Regions from separate parts of the Zea mays genome. Here region 1 is linked to region 2. A link is a contact called in public Hi-C data. All regions are on one chromosome and are shown on one strand. The core of a region is the stretch at or near the end of the contact, and the rest is flanking DNA. Distances in the headings are between cores, read along the strand shown.

Region 1 (7,624 bases), core at 1,437-3,936, 140 kb after region 2:
AACAACCTGGGCAGGAGAACAAGGCGCAGAGTCAGCTATATGTAATTCACTCAACTGTGTCGACATACAAGATAACAGAAGAACTCTCAGGGTCAATCACGATTTGAGAAGTGTGTATGTGTTGCGATGCATTTTTTTCTGTCAAAATGGTCTTGTTTAAAAGAAATTCCATGAAAAAACCAGTCTGAGACAGTTCCTTCCAGAGATTGACTTTCTCAGCACAAATAGCATGATGCTTCAAATAAAGCAGACTTACTATTATGTTGTTTTCTATTTAGAACGCCCAACAGTGCTAATTCTGTTGTGTATTCCACAAAACTGATACGAGTAATAGGTTAAAGTACAATACATCGGTTTGGTTTAAAGGGAGTCGACTTCCGAGTTCCGACAGGCCCACAACCATTTTCAAACGTTGGAACTACGCGTTACTACATAATAAACATCACCTGTCACCGTCATCCCTGTTTGGGTTGACAAGGAACAATGCTTATAAGTGTCAAACTGACACGTAATCCAGCTGTGCCAACAAGGCATGGCCAATGCTATTGGCCATCCTACCCATCACTGTCTAACTGTGAAATATTTACAGTACAATGACAGATATTCAAATAACATATGTAACATAGAGAGCATGCAAAAGAGAGTAGCAATACAGAAGATTCAACCAAAGTTCTCATAGACTCATACCCATGCCTGTCTCCACAAAATAATGGGAGGTCTCTTTATGCTGGATAACAATCCTATATGCCTGATGAGACGATTGGACCTGGAACTTGAATCCGTAGCTAGGACTAAATAACTCAGGATGAGGTGAAAAAACATCAACCCCTCGACAAATCTAATGTAAGTACATGCATCCTGAATGTGTATAATGTGTAAATGACCGTGTCATGTGACTTCAAATGTACAGAGAACTCGGAATCTTCTTTCTTCTTCCCTAGTTGCTGTAAAATGGATTGCCAAACTTCATTTTAGAACCAATAGCATCCCTTAAGTAAAGTGATTCCAGGTATTATTTGAAAATAATCCAATCTAGCACAGTCAATATTACCTGAGAAACAGCACTACTGTAAGTTCAGGACGACGTCAAAATGGAGCACGCTAAATCAGTTGTGGCGTGTAGGTGGGTGTGAATCAATGCGTTCATGAATCCACACACTCAACTTACTAGAGATGGCAGTGGGTAAGGTACCCAGTGGGCACACAAAGCCATACCCATACCCACTAGGAAAAAATTGACCCATACCCATACCCACTACCCATCATGGGTACAAAATTACGCCATACCCATACCCACCATGGGTAGCGGGTATCCATCGGGTACCCATACCCATTAACATTACGATAGACATGATCATTTGAATCACAAAAATAAGTATCGGCATAACAAATGTATCGAACCCAACATAATTTTATCACAGGTTCAACGATATTCAACATTAAATGGCAATATCATGCCTTCAAATCACACAAAACATAGCATTGATTCTACAAAACTGTGGACAAAATCATGCCTTCAAATCTAATTGTTCAATACACAATACTTAATATTTGAATATATAAGACTTCATTTTATATGAGACATATAAATCCGGACCCACGTGTCATATATTAGCGGGTTCCCCATCGGGTAGCGGGTATGGGGCAACAGAGAACATACCCACGCCCACCGTACCCGATGAGCATAACAAATGACCCAATAAAATACCCATGGGTATCAAAATCCGCCATACCCGTGCCCTAATAGGGTTTTTACCCATCGGGTTTCGGGTTTCGGGTACCCATTGCCATCCCTACAACTTACAGAGAACTCGACTGATCAAGCAGTTTATAGTCATGAACCAACACTACATCTAACAGCCTATGTTCAAATTCGTACAGCGCACAGCGTTCATCACAAACGTGTGCTGGTTCATGAAAAAAAATTGCGAACGTGCTGACTCTACAAACTTTTGGAGCAGATCTAGACACAACTAGCTAGAAGAGCATGACCAACAACTAAGCCACAAAAATAACGACCCAAGTTTATACCCATATGACTAAGACCATCACGAAAACAAACCTTCTGTACACAAAACGCAAGAAATATCTCCTCAAATCGGCGTGGAAAGCATCCGCAGCACTGGTCGAAGCCTAAGCCGTTCGCTATCCCCAATAAACTAAAGAAAAAAGGGGAAGATCTCCACAGATCGTTCCAATCCAACCTCCAGTAAGTGATCACATCACCGAACCTCAGCCGAAGCACACGAACGAACACGAACCAAACCATTTTCGCATCACGCGGAGGCGTCACGAGCACATATTCGGCAAAGCCAGCGAGCACGGGCCGGAGAGGAGAGCACAGCACCTTGGCACGAGGGGGCTCTGGTTGGCCGCCGAGTAGGCCAGCGCGCCGGAGGGGCCCAGGCTGACGGTGACGGCGCCGTCGTGCGAGTCGGAGAAGCCCTTCATCAGCGCGCCCGCGCCGGCCCCGCCTGCTCCAGCGGCCGCCCCGGCGACCGGGGGGCTGCGGAGACCCTCCGGGCACTTGGCCACCGTGGGATCGAACACCGCCAGCATCTCGCCGCCGTCCGATGCGCCCTCTCCGTCTCCCCTCCCCTCGCTTTCCGTGCGCTGTCCTGTTGCGCTAGTCTCCCACTCTCCCTTGTCTGTTGCTACGGCACGGAAACTCTGAATGCCACAAGCCCCCACAAGTCAACTATATAGACTCTTTTTCGTTTCCCATTTTGCCCTTTGGTCGGTCCGTAGGATCTTTTAACAAACATTTTTTTTCCTGACCAGATAGAGACATCTTTACGATTACTTATTTTCGGAATGGAATATTTAGATGCAAGATCAAGACGAATCGTAGTCTATGAATAGTTTGGGAAGTTTCTTGTTTATCCAGATGTAGTTTTATTTTTAATATTTCACCACGCGCGAAAAAGGGTAAAATGACCTCGCAAACCCTGCTCAGTTTGAGCTAACAGATGAAAATGGTCATGTCCCTCAATAAAGATAGATGGCATTTAGGAATGATAATGGATCACAATCAAGATATTCATGATTCATTTAAGTCTTAATAAAGTTTAGTTTAAAATAAATAGAATTAGTGCCTGATCTAAATACGATCTAATTTTGAAATTTTATAGTATAAAATTTAGAACTTATTATCCTCTCCAACTATATCTAGCCTATGATCAAATTCTCTTGCTATTCAACCAGAGAGATCGCAGTGTATGTGCGTGTTTTTTTATATATTTTCATCACGCGGGGTATGAATCGTAGCATCCAGGGGATACAGCTGCCATTTTATTCTGTTTCAGAAAGCAGCTGTAGGATTATTCGCTTTTTCACCTGATTCATAAGCCACTAAAATTCAGAAGATGTCACGGGAGATTCGATTCGGGCGAGTTGGGTCTAGAGGAATCTGGATAAGCAATATCCTTATCCAGTTTACGTTCAGCATTCCACCGCACGCTGACGTGTAGAAGTGTATATAGGACTGCGGATTATCAGCTGTGCAACTTTTTATAATAAGCACATGCAGACTGATCATGCCCTCTCACCAATCCGTAAAGCCCGGTTGTCGGTTGAAGCGATGCTTTCAACACCTGGCCATCGCACCTCGTGACTCTCTACTTCTCTAGTCTCTGCTACCTGTCCGGCTCCAGCTGATAAGCACTGATGGTGCGATTAGAGAAAGTATACATGTTTATTTGGCTTTAATCTATACCAGTCTCTACTGCTTCTAAAATATTTTTGTCTATATGAATTGCAGCAGCAGCAGTCTAAACAGCTGACTTTAATCTGAGGCTTCAAAAAATTTCATGAGAGACAAGTGAATTATGTATTAATTATGAAGGACTAACCATTATACATGTAAGCTATAAGATAAGCTATAAAGATTCTTATAGCTAAAAATTGGCTATATTATTAACCTTACTTTTAGAGAAGTCACAACCCAAAAACTATTAAGTGTTTTTCATAGCTATCACCCTACTAAGAAATCACTTAAAGAAACTATAAGTTCTAACACTAATTTTTTTGTTGTGGTGACGTAATAAATGTGGATGTGACGGTGCGACCAATGAGCTAAGTGTGGGTAGCGGTGGAAACGAGCCGAGCCGAGCTTGGTTCGATTCGCTATGGCTCGGTCAAGTAACGAGTCGAGCTCTTCTTTGGCGAGCCTAAAAAGTAGGCTCGACTCGTTGCTGCTCGCGAGCCGGCTCGTCGAGCCAACGAGCTTGACCATAAACGTGAACTCGTCCTCCAAATTATAATACAAAATCTTAAAAAATAATTTAAGTAACATGTGCTAAATTAGTAAAATAAATACATTACTAATACAATATAGAAAATAGATTACTTTTATATAGTAATTTTAAATAACATAAACTAATCGTCTATTTGGTATTGACACTATATCCTAATTAGAATTTTACGTAACAAATTTTTGTTGGATCGAGCCACGAGCCAGCTCGTGAGCCCCAGCGAATCGAGCTGAGCTGACTCGCTCTTTTTTAGAGTCACAGAAACAGGCTCGGCTCGGGCTGGGGCTCGTTCTAAGCGTCGAGCCGCTGCGAGTCCGAGCCGGCTCATCGAGCTCGAGCTTTTTTTCCAGGCTGTAGGAAACGGTGACGACTAAGAGGGGTGAATTAGGACTTTTAAAAACTCTTTCTAAACTAGGCCACAAATAAATCCCTAGAGCAAAACTATACAAATAATTGAATTAGAATGTGCAAACTAGGTTTGTCTAAGTGTTGCTATCTATACCGCAAAGGCTAAGTTTCAATCTAAATAATCTATCAAGAAGACAACTTTGAAACTCAAATACTTAATGTAAATGTGGAAGATGAAGAGCAAGGTAAAGATGCAAACTCTCGTGGATGACGCCTGTATTTTACCGAGGTATCCGGAACCACGCAAGGTCCCGACTAATTCTCGTTGATGCCCCTACGCAAAGGGAAGACCACGCAAGGGCCAAGCACCTCGGCCGAGTAACTCCGTAGAGAGTCACGGGCTTTCTCCATGCGCAAGAGGTGTTCCGCTTTCGGCTCCTCTCGGACTGAAAGTCGCCTAGAGGGGGTGAATAGACGAAACCTGAAATTTATAACTCTAAACACACACTACAAGCCAGGGTTAGCGTTAGATTTAAATTCAAGTCCGAAAGAGAGGTAAAACCAATCAACCAAGAAATAAGGCGAGTGAACACGGTGATTTGTTTTACCGAGGTTCGGTTCCAAAGAACCTAGTCCCCGTTGAGGAGGTCACAAAGACCGGGTCTATTTCAACTCTTTCCCTCTCTCAAACGGTCACTTAGACCGAGTGAGCCTTCTTCCTTAATCTCACGGGTCACTAAGACCCCGCAAGGACCACCACACACTTGGTGTCTCTTGCATTGCTTACAAAGCACTTGAGAATAAGAATAGGAAAAGAAGAAAGGCAATCCAAACGACAAGAGCGCAAATGAACACAAAAATCTCTCTCACACAAGCCACTAAGTGTTTGGAATGAATTTAGGACTTGGAAGAGATTTGATCTTTTGTATTGTGTCTTGGAATGAATGCTAGAGCTCTTGTATTGAATGTGATCCTCAGAAAACTTGGATGCCAAAGGTTGTAAAGGTTGGGGGTATTTATAACCCCCAACCACTTGGGTAGCCGTTGGAAAGGCTGCTGGCGATGGGCGCACCGGACAGTCCGGTGCGCCACCGGACAGTCCGGTGCGCCACCGGACAGGCACTGTGCATTGTCTGGTGCCCCACCACGTCACCCAACCGTTAGGGTTCGGAGCGAAGTCGACCGTTGGAGCTTTGTCCTCTTGCGGCACCGGACAGTCTGGTGCCCCTCTGACTTCCTGCTCTGACTTCTACCGCGGCACTGTAGCTCACTGTAGCACTTTGCAGAGTCGACCATTGGCGCTGGATAACCGTTGCCCGCTGACTCACCGGACAGTCCGATGGCACACCGGACAGTCCATTGAATTATAGCAGAGCGTGCCTTCATTTTCCCGAGAGTGGCTGGTTGACACCTATACAGTCCTGGTGCACCGGACACTGTCCGGTAGCACACCGGACAGTCCGGTGCGTCATTCTACAGCACACTCAAGTCCTTTGCTCCGTTTCAAATAGAGTCCCTAACTTGAATTTTTTATTGGTTTGTGTTGAACCTTATGCACCTGTAACACATGAGTTCTAGACAAAGTAGTTAGACCATGTGTTTGTGTTGACTATCAACCACCAAAAATTAGTTATAGGAAATGGTTAACCCAATTTCCCTTTCACGGACGCTCCCCGCCGTCTCCATTATCGAGCTTCCGGTCAAAAACGCCACGAGCCTCGTTTCCTCCGGTACATAGTGGCGGTCGTGACACAAATGCGGTTGTCACGGTCTCGCAAGACTCTCGCCCCACTCAGTACAATGACAATGGTTCACACAAGAGCCGAGGGGTTGTGTGGTTTTATTAAACTCACTCACTAACTAGGATTCACCTATAGCAAGCGCATAAGCGGTCTAACTAACCTAAACACTTCGCAAAGCACCTACGCTAATCACTGAGTGATTCTATTAAGCACTTGAGTGTTTGAGCACTTGGAAATGTCAATAATATGCCTTGGTGTGTTGCTTGGGCTCCCACACCTCCAAATGGCCGGTTGGGGTATTTATAGCCTCCCCCACTAGGGGCGGACCCAGAGAAAAATAAGAGTGAGGGCACACTGAAAGGGAAATGGCTTCAAACATTACGTATAATCAATTTTGGTGTTTGACGACCATCACAAACCTTATGGACTAACTAGTTTGACTAGTTGATATTTTTCTCAGGTCCATAAAGTTCATATATGAAAGTCGCCTAGAGGGGGTGAATAGGCGAAACCTGAAATTTATAAATTTAAACTCGCACTAAGGCAGGGGTTAGCGTTAGAATTAAAACGGAGTTCGAAAGATAGTTCTCCTTGCTTAGAGTTGCTCTATTAATGCGGATAACGTTTGGGAGAAAACTCAAATCAATATTAGCAAGGAAACTTTAGAGAGAGGAAAGAGGGGAAACAAATCAAGTCAAAATCAACAAGTGAACACGGTGATTTGTTTTACCGAGGTTTGGTTCCAAAGAACCTAGTCCCCATTGAGGAGGCCACAAAGGTCGGGTCTATTCCAACCCTTTCCCTCTCTCAATCAGTCACACAGGCCGGTCGAGGCTTCTCCTTAATCACTTGGGTCACTAAGACCCCGCAAGGATCACCACACACTTAGGTGTCTCTTGCTAGCTTTACAAAGCACTTATAAGAATAAGAATAGAGAAGGAGAAAGCAATCCAAGCAACAAGCGCAACAAAAGAACACAAAACACACTGTCTCAAGTCACTAAGCACTTGAGTTGATTTTGAGGCTTGGAGAGGATTTGATCTTTGGAATGTGTCTTGGAGTGAATGCTATTGCTCTTGTATTGAATGTGAACTTCAGAAAAACTTGGATGGATTGAATGACGGTGATTGGGGGTATTTATAGCCTCCAACCACTTCCTAGCTGTTGGCTGAGTTTGCTGTCGATGGACACACCGGACAGTCCGGTGGCGCACCGGACATTGCACTGTTTACTGTCTGGTGCGTTCCACATCAGCACGTCGTTGGGGTTTGGAGCGGTTGA
Region 2 (6,728 bases), core at 592-3,091:
GATAGGAGACGGATGGAGTACGTATTATTATTTGTAGTCACTAGATTCTTGGAGTTCATGGTCCACTAAACACAACCTTGATGTTGGTGTGGTTTGATTAAGTGGTGCAAATACATTAAAAAAGGGAAGACCTAAAGACGGAGGTTCCCATGTATGTGGGATGTAAACCTAGGCAAATATTCACTGATTTGAACCGGCGACCTGGTGACTCAGGGAGATAGCTCTTACCACTGCACCAGGACTGCCTTTCTAAGTGGTTCAAATAAACTAGATTTGAGTTTGTTGTTACGATGTTGCTCTGCAGAGTTTAGCTTTGATACACGATTGCTAATATTCACTGCTATGCTTTCAGTTCCCTGTTGGGCGTATCCACCGTCAGCTGAAGCAAAGGACTCAGGCAAATGGTCGCGTTGGTGCCACCGCAGCCGTCTACTCCGCTGCCATCCTGGAGTACTTGACTGCCGAGGTTCTGGAGCTGGCTGGGAATGCTAGCAAGGATCTGAAGGTGAAGCGTATCACCCCTCGCCATTTGCAGCTAGCCATTCGTGGAGACGAGGAGCTGGACACCCTCATCAAGGGCACCATCGCAGGCGGAGGTGTCATCCCGCACATTCACAAGTCCCTGATCAACAAGTCCTCCAAGGAGTGAAGACTAGGGGATGTGCATCTTTAGTTTAAACTAGACTTCTGTGCGCTCCTCGGCGAGTCCTTGTCATCCTGTAGGTTTTAGTTGAGCTGTCAGGTTGGAGCTCCTCTGTGTAACGCTTGCCTGGTACTGCTTCATCAGTTATTTGGTTATTGTGTTTGTGTTGAGTTGTTAACTTCAGGGGTGCAAACCTGGATGCTTATTTAGTTATGTGACTACTGCTATTCGGTTTATGTTGTGGTTTGTTTTTATTTTTACAATTTTTTCTAGCTGCAATTACACTTATAATATGATGTTGGTAGCCCTGTGGAGTGCTGGGGGGCTCAGATTTATCATCTGTGCTGGTTGGTTGCTTGAATGCGTGAGCAACCGTCTGTATTCTGCTACCTGCCTGCTGTGTGGTCATGGTTCCGTTTTGTTTTCTTTTTGGCTGTCGTAAGTTGCTCTGTGAGTGGATGACATTTATTAGAACCGCCGGGTTTCTTCTGGATGACGACGGCAAATAAAGCAGTCATCATCTATGTATTGAGCAGTTTTCCTAAGAATTCATTGGTATTCTTTCAGCACTATGAAAACTCCACTGACCACAAGTAATGACTTTTTCTTACTCCAGGGTGGTCTGGTATGGTGTTACAGCTACTGTAACCAAGGAGCGATGCTGCGCCATATATATCACGTCTTTTGAAATCAAATTACAGTATTCCAGCACCCCCTGACCAAACAAACAGGGTTCACCACAGAAGGCTGTTCGCTTCGCGGATTAAAGTCAGAACTATTGCGGTTGTAATCTATAGAGACAAAACACTGCAGAAACAATAAAAACTGGTACTAATTAAAATCAAGCAGATTAAAGATAGCTGTTCGGACTATTATGGTTGTAATCCGTAGAGACAAGAGACAAAACGAAGCCGATACGGATTAAAATCAAGCCAGCTGTTACTCTGTACTTGCATCTCGGAACATCTCTCCATGACCGCCTCTCGGCTCTCGCTGCCTCCTGCTGCAATTCACCTGCTGTTTATGGCGCCACAGTTCCAGCAAGGCCTTGCGTGGCACAAATGGTAGCGCCTTTTCTCTCAAGCCTCTGGCTGAACCGCTGTGCTGAGTCGGAGGCGCGGGCAAAGCGCCGGAAATGACTAGGAAAACCACGAGACCGCCGTGTTTTTTTCCCCCACAAAGGCCACCGTCCAGTCATCTTTATTCACTCGCCCTAGGTTTCCAATCACAGGATGCTTCCGCCCCGCTTCCCTCCCCTACTCCCCCACCTCTCCCACCCTTTTTATATCAGCTCGCTCCTCAGCACCAGCATACATACCTACTAGTCTACTACCCCTTCACCTACCTTCACCTGGCAACTGGCATTGGTCCCGTATAGTGCCTTGCTGTCAGTTGCATGGACGGGCTGACGGACGAGCAGAGGCTCGCGTTCCAGGAGGCCTTCTCGCTCTTCGACAAGAACGGCGACGGTATCTCTATCTCTCCTACCGTCTTCTCTCGCCATGGCTGATGGCTTAGCTACTAGCTTGCTTTTTATTTGATTTTTGTGCTTGTTCTTCAGATCGTACGTTTCTTTTGTTTTCCCTTGCCTAGTTATTAGACTTGTAGTTGCTGGGTTTTGGAAGCAATGCTACTCTTCTGCATGTCAGCATGTGGTAGGCTTACGCGGCACATGTCATATCCATTGTTCTTCACAGTTCTTGATTAGTAAGATATTAACCAGAATTTTTACCGCATCCCTATAGTTGAGTACTTGAGTTGAGTCCGGGCTTTTTTCTAGTACAAAGGAGAAAAATTGTCAATAGAGAGCAATCGGTTCTAACCTCAATCATCAGACCTTGTTTGGATTTCCTTATATCTAACCAAAATTCTTTTAGCTACTATCTAGTAGTCCGGGCCTTTTATTTTGCGGCGAGATGCTTCCTTGAAAGTTCTTTTAGCTACTATCTATTAGTGGTGACAGAAATGTGTTGTATTACTACTACCAACTCTTTTAGCTCCTTGTAGTCAAAGGACCTTTCTGGCTGTGACAGAAAAAAAGGGTTTGCTATTGGCTCCGTTTTGCTTTCCACAAAGGTCTTAAATATTTCCTGTGAGTAATCCCCGTCACGTCTTTGGAAACTATATTTTGTGATGCTTCCGGTTGAAGTGTTGATATTATGGGTCATTTGCTTCATGACCCGCACATATTTAAGTAGCGAATCATACTCTAGCTTTAGAGTCTATTTGGTTGGGATTATAATCCCAAACAAATTATATAATCTAATTTATTTTTAAACTATTTTTTTTTAAAATAAGTTAGATTATATAATATGAGCAGATCACAATCTCCCAACAACTCCTTAGAGCATTTCTCGGGGACTTTTTATTTTAGCTCTTTACTTAACTCTTTATTTATTTTTTCATAAAGGTTATATTTTATATGTAACATCTCATCTCGATAAACTATCTATCTATCTAGTTTAGCTAGTTAGATTGGCTAGACAAGTTTGGCTAGTAAGGGAGCTAATTTGGAAAGTCGGATAACTTGACGAGTCAGATGACCAGTCTCTTAGATAGTTATTTTGATGTTGAGTAGCCAAAAGTTGACTTGACGAACTATTTTGGAGATGCTTTTATACCTGTTTTAGGGGGGGGCGCTCTCCGGCTTCAAAACGGTTTTGACTAAAAAAAAACCCGTGAGAAAATCGAAAAAATTCTGACCAACCTTTCCACTCGTCGTCTTGCATTGGACTCCTGACCCCACGCTTGGATCTCTGCTGAGACCTGTGTGCGTAGCGTAGTGCAATCACAGGCTTTTCTTTTCTACGAGTAGTTGACAGGTGGAATGTAAACTTTGCCAAGTGTAGGATGCATCACCATGGAAGAGCTGGCCGCAGTCACCCGTTCCCTCGGTCTCGACCCGAGCGATCAGGAGCTCAATGATATGATGAGCGAGGTCGATACGGACGGCAATGGGATCATCGATTTCCAGGAGTTCTTAAGCCTCATTGCCCGGAAGATGAAGGCGAGTCTCTCTCTCATTTGTCTATCACGAATACTCCCGAAATTAACCATCGCAGTCCGAAAGTTGACAGCACACCTGCTTCGTTGCTTGCAGGATGGCGACGGCGACGAAGAGCTCAAGGAAGCCTTTGAGGTCCTGGACAAAGACCAGAACGGCTTCATCTCCCCGGTTGAGGTAGTCTCTTTGTGCCTCGGCAACCTCGGACCATGCTAGCTAGCTGTTTCCATTCATCCTTGCTTTCGTGTTGGTGACTTGGTGTGTGAAGCTGAGGACGGTGATGACCAGTCTCGGGGAGAAGATGACCGACGAGGAGGTTGAACAGATGATCAGGGAAGCAGACACCGACGGTGACGGTCAGGTGAACTACGATGAGTTCGTTCTCATGATGAAGAACGCTGAGCGGAAAATATCTGGGTGAAGGGCGCGATGTGGTGTGGAACTAGTAGTCGTCTTGGTTGGATTCTTCTGTCAGAAATCTACTACTGTAAATTGCAATTGTATGCTTAGTACTATGATCGTGTTATTCGAAGTGTTGGAGGTTGGAAAAGTGATCTCACGCTCATTAACGGGTGGCCAACGGCCTTATGTATACGATGAATATTTAGATAGGTGGCTTTTATTTTGTTACGATAAATAGCAGGAGGAAGATCCATTGACGACCTCTACTAGGTTTACCGACAGCGAACTACCATGAAAATTACAGTTAGTCTCCAGACCCCAGTCCACTAATGTGTCCAACGTCAATTAGATTGCAAATCCTATATGGTAAACTCTACTGTTGTGGCATCAAGAGCCTGCTAATCTAGTTCGTAAAACGCTAAGATATGGATTAGGCCTTGACTTGCGTTGATTTTGACGTCAAATTTAAACAATTAGTACCCCAATCGGGGAACATTGGTGCAATCATGCAATTAAGCAATCTGTTGCATTCAATCAAAATTCAACGGTCACTGCTATTTTAGGGGGAAGAAGTTAAATATAAAATAGCTATATGTTTCAGTTGAAATGAGTTAAATATAATATAATAGTCACTATTGAATTTTGATTAAATACACCAGATTGTTTAATTACATGGTTACACCAATATAATTGATTGCACATGATATACTCCTTCATTGATGATTGTATTTATGTTAAGAATCTATGTTGTCTTTTCTAGTCATTTCAGCGCTCAGCCATTTTAATTTCTTCTGAATCATGAATGGTTCCTCTTTGTTTCTGCAATCTAACATTATAGCTCTCGCAAGTAGTGAATTCAATACCAAATGTGAAGTCGTCCCTAAAAGGTTGCGGCTTTCAAAAGATTCAAATCATGAGGTGAACCCAATAACTTATGCTCATTGATAATAGCACACAAAAAGGTTGATGCTTAAAGAGAACTAGTGATAAAACTGTTCATCACTACGAGCCCGGACGGCAGAGGTCAGCTTTATAATTATATATCACCACAATGTATATATGTACAATCTGGCAGAGGATACATAGCCTGTCCTTATTAACACCAAACGTTTGATGTGCTCCAGTGCATGTGCAACACTGCCAGCAGAGAAGGTACACCGGGTACAAAGCACACATTAACATCCGAATCAAGCCTAGTGTTTTACAGTCTTACAGCCAGTATACAATCATATAGCATCGGTTCTATGTCGCAAAGAACCGCTTGCTAAGATATAGTAGCATTCCTTATATGAAGGATTTTCCAGATTTTAGGCTGCAATTGGTTCACGCAGCTTGCTGCTGCCCTCAGATGGCACCAAGCTGTCATAGTATTCAACGAGTACCTTCCAGCCACCCGGGCACATAAAACCATCTGGGGGACTCTCTCGGTTCTTGGCAAGAGTGCGCATCTGAATAAGGCGTGATTTGTTAGGGTTTGGCTACAGAGGATTGGTGCTGAAATTTACAATGTCACACAGCAACTGTGAAAACTTACCTTTGTGCCAGAGATGAACAGGAAATCATCTTTCCTTGATGGATCAAAGAAATCCATTTTCTTTTGCTTTGTGTCATACGCAGCCACCTGAACCAAAGTAAGAGCCAAGGAAAATATCAAGGGAACAGAAAAAACAATAAATGTTTATCTTTTCTTGATTAATTAAAATGATATACTTGGCATCAAGATTGACATGTGTAAAGATGTGCAGCAAAATGTTAATTGCAATATGTTGTTTTCTACTCACTGCATATGCATGGAAAGAAAAAAATCTGGTCAGATAGGATGACATACCTTGAAAGGAAGGATGTTGAGCCTCTCAAGGCCAGGAGCCATGCTCAAAACCTTCTTTCCGTGATCAGCATCATAGAGGTCCCTTTTCTCTGTGGGGTGGCTCATACCAGCAGGATCCCTTCCAACGATATAGAAGTTTGCACCAGCATTAATACGAGCCTTAGCATGCCATTGAACCTCAGTTGGCCCAGCATAATGCATAGGAGAGGGGAAGATCGCAACAACAGTTGATTCTGGGTTGAGGACACCTTCCTCAAGAACCTGGTAGAAATCAACAGTGTTAGAACAGTACAGAAGTTGAACATAGTGTAGTGGTGCCATCAAAACACCTATTTCATTACAGGAATAGCCATCACTCAATTCTTACTAGAGTTTTAGGTAATTGTTGTCCTATAGTCTAAGTGATATTTTTACTGGAATTTAGATTTGGGTACACTTTTCTAGGGTATAACTGCTGCTGTAGACAACAAAATTTTGCAATGCTGACATAGCAGATCCCATCAAAACAAGATGTTTAGTTCAAGGACATGGAACCCAATTATTCTGAGATGAAAGGGAAGAGTAGAACTATCCAGCTGGATACCTTCTCATGTTGCTTCATTCTCCAACTAAGAGGCACATCATCTGCTTTTGTGAATCCTCCCAGTGGATGGAGCAGAAGAACAGGGTTTTTATAACCCATCTCAAGGAGGCGTTTGCGTGTGTCGGTCATAAGTAGAGCATGCCCATTGTGTACTGGATTGCGAAGCTGAAAGGCAAATACTGCATCAGCATTGCGCCTGGCAAACTCTTCACGCAGCTGTGCTGGAGACAGGCGATACTGATCTAGACCATCATTGTACTTGATTGGT

Evidence for each region. A called contact is a pair of places that touch in the nucleus more often than the background predicts.
Region 1: a Hi-C map of ear shows a contact between it and region 2, with 1.9 times the contacts expected there. The contact joins the promoter of LOC103643996 here to the promoter of LOC606468 in region 2. A contact is called at or near these places in 2 of 25 Hi-C or Micro-C datasets (ear and tassel).

The regions. Positions count from the first base shown.
Region 1 is chr1:281,860,923-281,868,546 of Zm-B73-REFERENCE-NAM-5.0, forward strand. It overlaps LOC103643996 (stem-specific protein TSJT1), which reads right to left and starts at 2,687. Exons shown (of 4, transcript XM_008667180.4): 1 at 2,348-2,687; 2 at 1-6. The coding sequence starts at 2,559.
Region 2 is chr1:281,718,838-281,725,565 of Zm-B73-REFERENCE-NAM-5.0, forward strand. LOC606468 (calmodulin-like protein 4) reads left to right here and starts at 1,842. Exons shown (of 4, transcript NM_001301445.2): 1 at 1,842-2,112; 2 at 3,493-3,650; 3 at 3,744-3,824; 4 at 3,916-4,315. The coding sequence starts at 2,040. The coding sequence ends at 4,068. It overlaps LOC100216638, which reads left to right. Exons shown (of 3, transcript NM_001143051.2): 3 at 353-897. The coding sequence ends at 649. It overlaps LOC103643994 (ATP-sulfurylase 3, chloroplastic-like), which reads right to left. Exons shown (of 5, transcript NM_001301511.1): 2 at 6,461-6,728; 3 at 5,878-6,138; 4 at 5,584-5,670; 5 at 5,032-5,497. The coding sequence ends at 5,357.